2 separate regions of the Danio rerio genome follow, and region 2 is linked to region 1. Evidence: chromatin contacts called from public Hi-C data. All regions are on one chromosome and are shown on one strand. The core of a region is the stretch at or near the end of the contact, and the rest is flanking DNA. Distances in the headings are between cores, read along the strand shown.

The links. A called contact is a pair of places that touch in the nucleus more often than the background predicts.
Region 2: a Hi-C map of an unstated tissue shows a contact between it and region 1, with 2.2 times the contacts expected there. The contact joins the promoter of hint3 here to the enhancer-like site in region 1. A contact is called at or near these places in 2 of 18 Hi-C or Micro-C datasets (caudal fin and an unstated tissue).

The regions. Positions count from the first base shown.
Region 1 is chr16:44,060,802-44,066,582 of GRCz12tu, forward strand. It overlaps rbms3 (RNA binding motif, single stranded interacting protein), which reads right to left. Exons shown (of 14, transcript NM_001431058.1): 11 at 744-854. Among named protein-coding and RNA genes, the nearest start is that of tgfbr2b, 83 kb to the left of the region's middle. Within about 2 kb of position 3,235, at least 13 of the 62 cell types and tissues checked have an H3K27ac peak or open chromatin away from gene starts, as enhancers often do. A contact at or near this core is called in caudal fin, where this site is marked.
Region 2 is chr16:44,431,156-44,436,549 of GRCz12tu, forward strand. It overlaps hint3 (histidine triad nucleotide binding protein 3), which reads left to right and starts at 3,551. Exons shown (of 5, transcript NM_001326468.1): 1 at 3,551-3,720; 2 at 5,219-5,336. The coding sequence starts at 3,592.

The DNA.
Region 1 (5,781 bases), core at 1,985-4,484:
AATTGACATTTGTCTCCTCCCTTTTGTGCTGATCCAAAAAATGGTCCGATCCATGACCCAAAAACCATAGTGTAATCTGTTTAACCATTAGCAGAAAAAAATAGTGCAGGCTGAGTGATGTGGCTGCTCATTTACTTTAATTTATTTTATTCAATGTTAATCATTTTTATTTTTCGCTCTTCATAAAATGTCCCATCAAAATCTATTGTTCAAAGTGACCATCACAGAAATGGGGAGTCCCTAAGGAGGCATTCGCGATGCGGAGAAAATAAAACAAGCACAAAAAAAACTATTAGAGATGCACAAATATAAAGATGTTGTCTAATACTGATGGCCAATAACTTTGTATATTTGTTCTATATTTAAAAGCCAAAAATCTACTATATACTGGCCAACAAATACAAATCTTCAAGTGAATGTATCATATAAAGTGAAAGGCACCAAACAAAACCGCTCATTGCTAGCATTTATTTAAAGTACTATTTAATTTTTCTTTCCTTATTGCTTTTAATTTTAAAGACTTAAATACAAATCAATGTGGATTTTATAATTGGATTTCGCTCAGGAGTGATTTTGGCTAGATGGATTTAATTGAGTATGATATTGACACCATATCCATATTTTATTTCCCAGGTACTTTATTCTCACCCCTGGGCAGAGCTTTACTTTCTTTTCCAACATCAGTTTGCAAACTTTTAATTAGCGTTTGGATAGTAGGTGAACAGACTTGAACACACACTCACAGTGCCAGTGGTGCCCAGAGACAGGTGGTTCATCTGCTGGGTGAGGGGTCCCATCATGTTCGCAGGCTGCATGGAGATGGTGTGGTCCATGGTTGGCGTTATAACAGCACCCTATAAGAGGAGACACACATGGGCAAACACACGGTTACTGGCAGGGCCTTAAATAAACACTCACCAATTGATCAAATACGAGTAAAAATCTGTGTTGGAGAGTGTATGAAACCAGCTGGCTGTTAATTCTAACAACAGTCGAGAATGCAATATGACTGACTGTGATTCTCAAATATTTAATTATTTAAATATCTAAGTAATATGAGATGAGAACTGTGACTTTTTCATGAAAACAGATTATAATAAGTTTTTTCATTCATTCATTCATTTTCCTTCGGCTTGGTCTCTGATTTATCAGAGGTCGCCACAGCGGAATGAACCGCCAACTATTCCTACATATGTTTTATTTAGAGGAAGCCCTTCCAGTCGCAACTTAGTACTGGGAAACACTCATACTCTCTCTATTACACACTCATATACTATGGCCAATTTAGTTTATTCAGTTGACCTATACCGCATGTCTGGACTGTGGGGGAAACCGGATTACCTGGAGGAAACCCATGTGATCACAGGGAGAACATGCAAACTCCACACAGAAATGCCAACTGACTCAACCGGGACTCAAACCAGCGACCTTATTGCTGTGAGGCGAGAGTGCTAACCACTGAGTCACCGTGCCCCCGCTTAAGTGTGTTCAATGTTTCAGTAAATGACCCACACAAACTCCCTATTCCTGCAAAGCTGTGAGTTTGCTTTAACATGCAACCAAGCAAGTTTAAGTGTTTTGTTAAATTTTTTAAAAAGAGTAGCAATTAAAAAGAAAATTGCCAACCAAATTAAAGGCTAAAGGTTAAAAAAAAAACTTTTGTACTTTTACAGTTGCAATGTAAAATAATTGTAATAGTAATTATATAAATAACGTATTTAATACTGCTATTAAATACGGTAACAATATCTCAATATCAAAACCAATATTCATGCCCTTTTAGAGCATGCACCAGACTGCTTCTCTGTGTTTCTCTGATATTTTCTACAAATAAATAATTATTTAGGCCTATTTAAATATTAATTTATTATATTATAACAAATAATTAAAATGAAAAAGTTAAATATAATCAACAAAGAAAATGTAAATGAAAAAGCTTATTTATTGGCTGTTTTAGTTCTTTCACTTTAAAATAACAAACACACTTTATGAATTAATTTATTAATTTACAGTATGTTTGTACTTTTATTTTAGTTGTCTCTAATTTTATTTTAGTTTTAATTTCCAAAATGAATCCTCATTGCACTTAAGTTGACATTGATAATAAAGCTTGTTAACAAGTTTTTAATTATTAAGGAAATATATATATATTTAATGATGAAGGAAATATAATGCATTGTTTCGTTATTTCTTCTTCATTTACAAGTAGCAGGGTATTTCTATATTTCTGCTCACATTCCATCTCTTTGTGTCATTGGCACCATTGTCGCAAACTGCCGCTACACCTAAAAACACTTTATGAATTCTGTAGTCCTTCCGTGGCATCACTACGTGGTGAAGTGGTCATTTTGAACTGTTACTCACTGTTATTGTATGATTAAAAACATCAATAAAAATAATAATCAACAATACATAATAATTATAATGCTTCTTCTGTCTATTTTTATTTTTTCGGTCTATTCTATTTTCAGAAATGATGCACATACAGTTTTACAAAAGGTAATAAAAAATATTTATGGCCAGTTATAATGTAGTCAAAAAAAAATAATGGCACTTATAATCAGTGTTGGGAAAAGTTACTTTTGAAAGTAATGCATTACAATATTCAGTTACTCCCCTAAAAAAAACTAGTTGCGTTACTTTTTAAGGAAAGTAACGTGTTATGTTACTTTTGAGTTACACTTTCATACCTGTCTGAGGCTTGACCTCTTTCAGAACTTGAAGGGTACTTTTCTTTTTTTAAATATAGGAGCTTTGCATTTAGAGACACATTGTATAACATACATCTTCATTTACCTTTTTAAAAAGTTGGAACAATGTTACCTTCTGAGAACTTTCTGACGCTACACATGCCATATAAACAAACTAATTAAAGTTGAAAGCAATGTTGAAAGCAACACTGCTTATAATGCTTGCAATTAGACTTTCTTTTTAAATGATTCACTCTATTTTTAAAAGAAATGATGCACAAACAGAGCCACAAATGATAAAAAAAACAATTATGGCCAGTAATTTTTCTCAAGTCACTAGCCACTGGCAGAATGAGAGGAGAGATGAACGGCCTTTCACCAATGCATCGGGACAACTTTATTAGAGTCAACAAGCTGATCAGACAGCCATGCTCTCCACAAAAAGCGCTCTGCTTGTTTCTTATTGGCCCGTACAGCCGCAGCTGGACTCTATTATGAGGGCCAGACGTGAGCTGTTCCACTTCAACAAGTGAAATAATGCGATCCAAATGCGAGTCATGCATACTTCTGCAGAGATGATGCATTGCTCACTTAACGGCAGAGCTGCTCCACACTGCGGGTCTGTTTACGTTTCAGGCACGCCGGGACGAGAGTGCAAACACATGTGAAGAACAGGCAAAAGAGAGAAAGAGGGAGAGGGAGAACGACTGCGATCATCTGACGGATCACATGAGAGCTTGGGCAGAATTAGGCCAGAGTTGGACGCACACGCTCGTTCTCACATGCCAGCCTGATTAGGATTAATCATTCCGAGGAGACCCTCCGTCAAACAGTTTGTCAGAAAGTTCAGCGCTTCTCAGATGCTTTGGCGGAGGATGATGAGAAAGCGTTTAATTCATCCGTCCTGACTGTAGAGCACTTTTAGCAGATACACATATCTGAAGTAGGGCGATGCAGTGGCGCAGTAGGTAGTGCTGTCGCCTCACAGCAAGAAGGTCGCTGGTTCGAGCCTCGGCTCAGTTGGCGTTTCTGTGTGGAGTTTGCATGTTCTTCCTGCGTTCGTGTGGGTTTCCTCCGGTTGCCCCCACAGTTCAAAGATATGCGGTACAGGTGAATTGGGTAAGCTAAATTGTCCGTAGTGTGTATGTGAATGAGTGTATGAGAATGTTTCCTAGTAATGGGTTGCGGCTGGAAGGGCATCCGCTGTGTAAAAATGTACTGGATAAGTTGGCGGTTCATTACGCAGTGGCGACCCTGGATTAATAAAGGGACTAAGCCAACAAGAAAATGAATGAATGAAAAAACACATCTGAAGTTTTCAGTTTTATGAAATGTATTGCACTTTCAATATGTTGTAAGGATTTTTTTTATTTTATTTACTCCTTAAAATTGAATTTTCTTTAGTTTTGGGAAATAATTATTTGGGATATTCAGCAAGAGTGCATCAAAAGGGACAGAAAAGTAGATTAATAATAGTACATAACATTTACATTTTAAATAAATGCTGTTTTATTTTTTGGAATTTATGCTCGGCATAGAATCCTAGAAAATCCTTAATCATTGATTTTTATCATTGATACTACTACTACTACTACTACTACTACTACTACTACTACTAATAATAATAATAATAATAATGTAATTATGGAATCATAATAATAAAATGATGATTTTAGGATAATGAAATGGTAATTATGTGAAAACTGAAGTATGATGCTTACATTTTAGCTATGATATCACTACATTTAAAAAAATACCAAAACAGAAAATGGCTATTTTAATGGAAATAATATTTTCTGTATTTTGTGCGTATAAACTAAAAGCCTATTAAGAGAAAATAATTGTGAGATATTAATTGAATACGCCCTAATAAACACAAACTTTTGGGTTTTCTCACAATTCTATTTTTTTCCAATGTAAGCTCACCCAGATTTGATTTTGTATCTTGCTAATCTATTGTTTTTCCTCCGAATTGTGAAATAAAAAGTCAATTTGTAACTGTTGATGTGAACCATATGAACAGATAATCTGTTATCCAGAATTGTATGGAACGTCCGGTTAGGGGAGAGCGGGGACGAAAGTAACGTGGGTCGAAAGTACCAAATTGATTTTCTCGAAGCCCTGACAACATTTGATTTCCAGGTTATAACAGCACATTTAGGATGCAACATTTAATGGAGCTGCCAAATGTCATGAGGTTCAGGCCGTGTCCCACAGCTAGCTCCTAACTTCTGTTTTTAAGTGCAAAAAGTTAATTATTGCAGTGGCTCTTTTTTCCTTATTACAAGTTGTGTTTCTTTTTTTATGTGTCACACTAATGTTCAACCTACAGGTATTTAGTGCAATAACACATCCTTGAGTTTGAAATCTCTGGGCTCTATTTTAACAGTCTACGCGCAAAGTCCAAAGCACATAATGCAAAAGCATGCAAGAGTGTCCGAATCCATTTCTGCTATTTTAAGGACGGAAAAATATGTTTTGTGCCTGAGCACCTGGTCTAACAGGGTTGTGCTTATTCTCTTAATGAGTAATGGGTGTGTTTTGAGCATAAGGTGTATCAAATCAATCAGAGTCTTATCTCCAATTTCCGTTAAGAGTCAGTTGGTAACGCCATGGCACATTTGCCATTTACATGGTGGACTTTGTAAGTGGAAATACTGAATGCTTCACTAGTTAAACAGACCATCTGCAGTGCGAAGATAAAGAATGAACCTCCTCTATTCGGCCTCTTTACTTTCTCTTTCTCTCTTTCGTGGATAAGGAAACGGAGTTGTATGCACTTCACTAAAGACATCCATTAGTCTACATTTTTAATTCTGTTTGTTAAGCACAAAGATTTAATTCAATTTCTAAAATCAGTTTTAATTTCCAGCAAACAAATAAATGAACAATAATAATAAAGTGTGGTCAAAAAACTGAGTTATATCCAATTAAAGATGCTATGCCCCATCTGGTCTAAAGCCCAACAGGTGGACAAATCTAAGCTTGTTTTTAATATAACAAATATAAATATTCAGAATAAATAATACTGCTAATAATATTAACAACATTATACAAAAACAAGTTAAATAAACTGAAAAAAGCTTTCCAA
Region 2 (5,394 bases), core at 2,301-4,800, 370 kb after region 1:
GATCTTTTAATCTTGATAACTGATCTCTCGCTAATTTGGTTCTTCAAACAAGTTTGTGAATCAGATTAGAATGTCTGGATAAACTGATCTGAGATCGCTGCGTGTGTTGTGAAGGACAGATCTATCGATCCTCGAAATCATGATCAGCAATGCAACGATTGGCTGACGGCACATCAGCGTAATGACATCATCTGATTAATATTCAATTATCCATGTGAGCAAAATTACATCAAATTAGCAGTAAACTGTTTGTTAAATATGACACGCAATAACCTTCCACATTTGTTGTGAGCTGCAGGCTTTACACTTTCATTTGTCAAGAGTATTCATCATGTATTTCAATGCAAATCAATGTATTTAGTTCTACATTTAGAAAATATTGTCTATATTATAGTAGCCGTTTTTTAATCGGTGTAAAGAATAACTGGTTGTTTACAAAAGCATTTTCATATTCGTAAAGGCGTCTGCAACTTTTGTGAAGCATCACATCACTGGCATATTAATTGTCAAAACATGTTTATGACTGCATAAATGTATTATTGTTTAAAAAAAAAGTCACATATTGTGCATTTCTATCATACACAATTTGTACTAAAGCGATCTAAAAAGTTCGTATCAATAAGTTTTCTCTTTGCACCACCAGGTGGCAGTCTTTGTACTTTCATTTCGAGGGTGCAGATTGCATAAGTTTTATTAATATGTAGGCCTATAACTTTATTTATTTTATTAATGACTATAACTTTATATATATAGTTAAAAATATGTACCATTTTCCCAAGTGTATATAACTACTACTGTAAGAAAATATCAGAATTCAGAACATACTTTCTGTATTATCTTTGCTTGAACTGAGCCGATCTTATCCTGTTTATATGAATTGAACCTGCTCCCGATCAGGTTTGACCTAGCAGAACTGTTGCTATGACAACAACTCTCGGATCAGCTTTGAAGAACGAAACGATCCTGGATCGTGTCAAATCGTCAATATCCAAATCCAGTTAATTGAGTAATCCACGTACGAAGAACGGACCCCCAATCTGCGGTTTAATATACAACAATAAACCTGATTGGGTCTTGGATAAGATCAAATCGGCGGTTGGAAGCACAAAAACAAAGCTGATTGGCTATTGGAGAAGATCAGTGATCTGCGTTTTTTTTTTTTTTACATAATAATAAACCTGATTGGCTATTGGAGAAGATCAATGGTCTGCACTTGATACACAAAAATAAAGCTGATTGGTTCTTGGAGAAGATCAGATCGGCAGATTGATAAACAAGAATTTATCTGAGTGTTCTTCTTCTTTTTTGTATGTCTGATTGTTTTTTTTGTTTTTTTTTGTGAAGCACAGCTGTACCATGTGACACACAAGTAGGAGTTTCATTGGTCCTTGCAGAAGATCAGATGCGCCTTATCACATGCAAGAAAGAGCCTCATTGGTTCTTTGAGAACCTCAGTTATGCCACGTGATATGCAGATTGAAACTTATTGGTTTTTGGTGACAGCTATTCGAGGACTTTGATGACAACTCATACACTTAATACATATACACTTCATTGAACATCTACACATAGACATCACCTATATACTATACAACTGCAGGATAACTACGTTTATATATATATTAGAACTTAACTGATAAACTTATTAGTAGTTAGTTATTAGTTAATTATAGTTTATTCATTAATTTTCTTTTCGGCGTAGTCTCTTTATTTTGAACTGCCAACCTATCCAGCATATGTTTTACGCAGCGGATGCCCTTCCAGCCCCAACCCATCCCTGGGAACACCCATTCACACTCATTCACTCACAAACACAACGGACAATTCAGCCTACCCGACTCACCTGTACCGCATGTCTTTGGACTGTGGGGGAAACCGGAGCACCCGGAGGAAACCCACGCGAACGCGGGGAGAACATGCAAACTCCACACAGAAACGCCAAATGACCCAGTCGAGTGCTCGAACCAGCGACCTTCTTCTGTGAGGCGACAACATACCTCCTGCGCCACAGCGTATTCTTGGGAAAATTTAAATGCTATTTTAAAAATATATGTGCTAAATTGCATATATAATTTAAGGAATTATTGTGGTGCTGGTGTTGTGGCTATAATTTTGCTGGTTGATTTTATTCCTTCACCTTGATTATAATGCCATGTCTTTCTCCTATTCAATTTTATGTAAAACAGTTCATAAGTTCCTCATAAAATCTTGCAAGGAATTACATAATGCTAATAATTTCTCCATTTGTTTTTTTTCTTTGGTAATTCTGTTGTTCATCTCTTTTGGAGTCAAAATTCATTTCATTTCAAAAAGACAAGATATTTTTGATTTCATTAGATTAATGGGATTTGCTTTGGAACAATGTAGTACTTTGTTGATTGCCATCGATTCAACAGCAAAACAAGACAGAGAAAAAAGTGTGACTAATTAAATGTTGGTGTTATTTTCACATATTCAAAATTTCATCTTCCAAACATCTCTGTATTTTTTCATAAAAGAAATGAAGCAATATCTCTTATTGAAAAAAGCTTTATCTGACTTTAATTTTCCTTTTTTTCTGACTTTTCCTTTTTTAATGGCAATGTAATACTCAAAATCACTCTTGCTCTTTCTTTTGTTATTATTGTTTATCATTTTTATTTCTTACTGTCTGAAGAAAACATTTGGGCATTAGTTAAAGATCCTCCTCCCCAATGGGCTATATGCACAGCTAGTGTTTTTCAGCCAATGATGAATTTCCGGTGAAAGCTTTATGTGACTATTTTCAGTTTCATAAGATTCCTTTTTACAGCATCGATGGTGTAATTTAGTTCAAATATAATCAGTTAAATAAACTTAAGCATCCATTTTGGTTGTTTAAGCGTCAAAAGACACAACATTTAAAGACAAGCGCCATCAGGCTAGCACAGAAATTACATTAAAAAATGAATTTCCACATCTTAAAGAAATAATGCGGAATAATACAATTTATTGCAGTGCCTATTGTTTGGTATGATACCCACTTTATATCATATCTCAGCCAGGCAGTGAAGATCGCTGATTTTTAAAGAAATCAGATCGATTTTGTATGGGATGACTGAAATTAATAGTCTGTGTGCCTATACCCCGTTGTTTGTTTTAGAAAATATTCTCTAAACTGCTTTGGAACAATATTTAGTATAAAATGTTTGGTTCATTATTATTATTATTATTATTATTATTATTATTATTATTATTATATTTTTGGTTAGCTGCATGTCATAATAATAAACTAGGCCTTATCATAAAAAGATAAAATATTTTATCTTATACTAAATTCGTTTCTTGGCTATAAAATATTCACAAATTAATTAAGAGTACTGCGATCATTAATTAATTTCATCACTGCTTAAAATCCTGTCGTTTTATTTTGAAAACTATTATTTTGTTTAATTAATATTTTTGGAGATGTATACATTGAAATGTGCAGATGTGTATATTTTAAAGAGGGTTTTTAGTTTATATTTAAAGATTTGTGCCTTCGAATCTTCAGACACAAAGGACTTGTATGTTGAAAAGTCATGAAGCGCTTGTTCGTGATGATGTAATTATCGCTGACGTCACGTTTTGAAGATGGCAGACGCCGCAAACACACCGACACCTGAGAGCTGTATAGCAAGTCATTCTGATGAAGAATATGACAAAAAATGTATTTTCTGTAAAATCTTAAAGGGTGAGATGGGAACAGAGCTTCTACACAGCGTAAGTGTGCTGTCACTTTCGTTTTTATTAACTAAGATGCGAGACGATGTGGTACGATACGAGAATTAGGCTAAAGATCCTTGTATTTGAGGGGTGGGACACAACACACCGATTTGTTTATATTCTACATTATGTCCTCGTATTTTTTTTAATTAGAAATAGTAATTAAGGATATTGTATTTTAAGAATAATGCAGTATTAAATATGAATAGATTATGTTATCTAATTGTATCTATTTGTTAGTGTTTGTATACCCAATTTGTTAACTGCTAAACAGTTTATGTTCTATTAAACATAAATGTAAGGCAGCCTGTTTTAGATCACATTAAGAAGATGGACCCCTCGGTTATTTTAGAAGAGTAGAACCTTTGCGTGTTATTTTTTTTATTATTTTCTTTTCCCTTTCCTTTTCTTTCTTATTTTATAAGAGTAAAATATTTTTATTTAATATTATTAGTTATTTGTATTTTATATTAATAATTTTTTATATTTTTATAGAACCTAAATGTATATTTGTGCATATTTAGGGTTTTGTTTGTTGTGTAAAAAAAAGAAAAAGAAAAGCTATTTGTACTGCATGTTTCATATCTAACATGTTCAATAAAAATACTTTTGAACAAAAACAAAACAAAACATAAACGTATTTCCATCTCTTTTTATAATTAATTATATTATATTCATCACCTATTTGTATTTTAATTTCTAAGTTTAACCAAAGTAACAATAACTCATGTTTATTAGATTAATTGTAAGTTATTAAATAATAATTCAATATGAAATTAATTTATAAATGTATAAATGAAGCACACTATGAATCTAAGAAAAATCTATTCAAATAAAGTATGACTTTTTATGCCCTGTTAATGTTACAGTTGGTATTATTTCACTTTATATTTTTTTATACCTAGTATTACCTACTGTATATTTAACGTTTATCAAAAGACTTTAAATGAAATATTTTAAAATGTAAATCTGATTGAATTCCAAATTTACCATTTTTATATTTTTAGATCTTATATATTATTATAATTATTCATATATTTTAACTCATGTATTATTTATTGCTGTTAATATATTTTTTATTGTTATGACTTTTTATTATTTTAGAACAATGAAATTTTAAAAATGTTGTAAAATGTATCTGGTTTTGCCATGAAATAGCCAGTGAAGTCGATATGGCTATCAAATGTTATATAACTAATAACAAAAATAAAAATGTATAATTAAAGCACAATGTAAAGGCTCTAAAGTAAAAAAAAAAAAAATACATATATTTTATTGGCTTTTTTTCTTATGTTTTACAATAAAAACATTAAGTCAAATTTCTAAGCGCATTTAAAACATCATATGTTGCAAAAATGCTGTCAAAATATTAAAAAGTACAACCATTAATAGAAACAGATAATTATTAATAGAAGTAAAACTTCTATTATTTTTATGATTGTCCTATACTTAAATACTTTAATATTAAAGTTCTATTTTTTTTTTCTTCCCCCAGGATGAGACTGTGTCCTGTTTCCAAGATATCCACCCTGGAGCTCCTCATCACTATCTGGTTGTGCCAAGTAAACATGTTGGCAATTGCAAATCTCTCAGCAAAGAGCACGTACCGTTAGGTAAACACACTGTGAGTGATTAAAGACTGCTGTAAATGTTTAGACATTTTGACAGTAG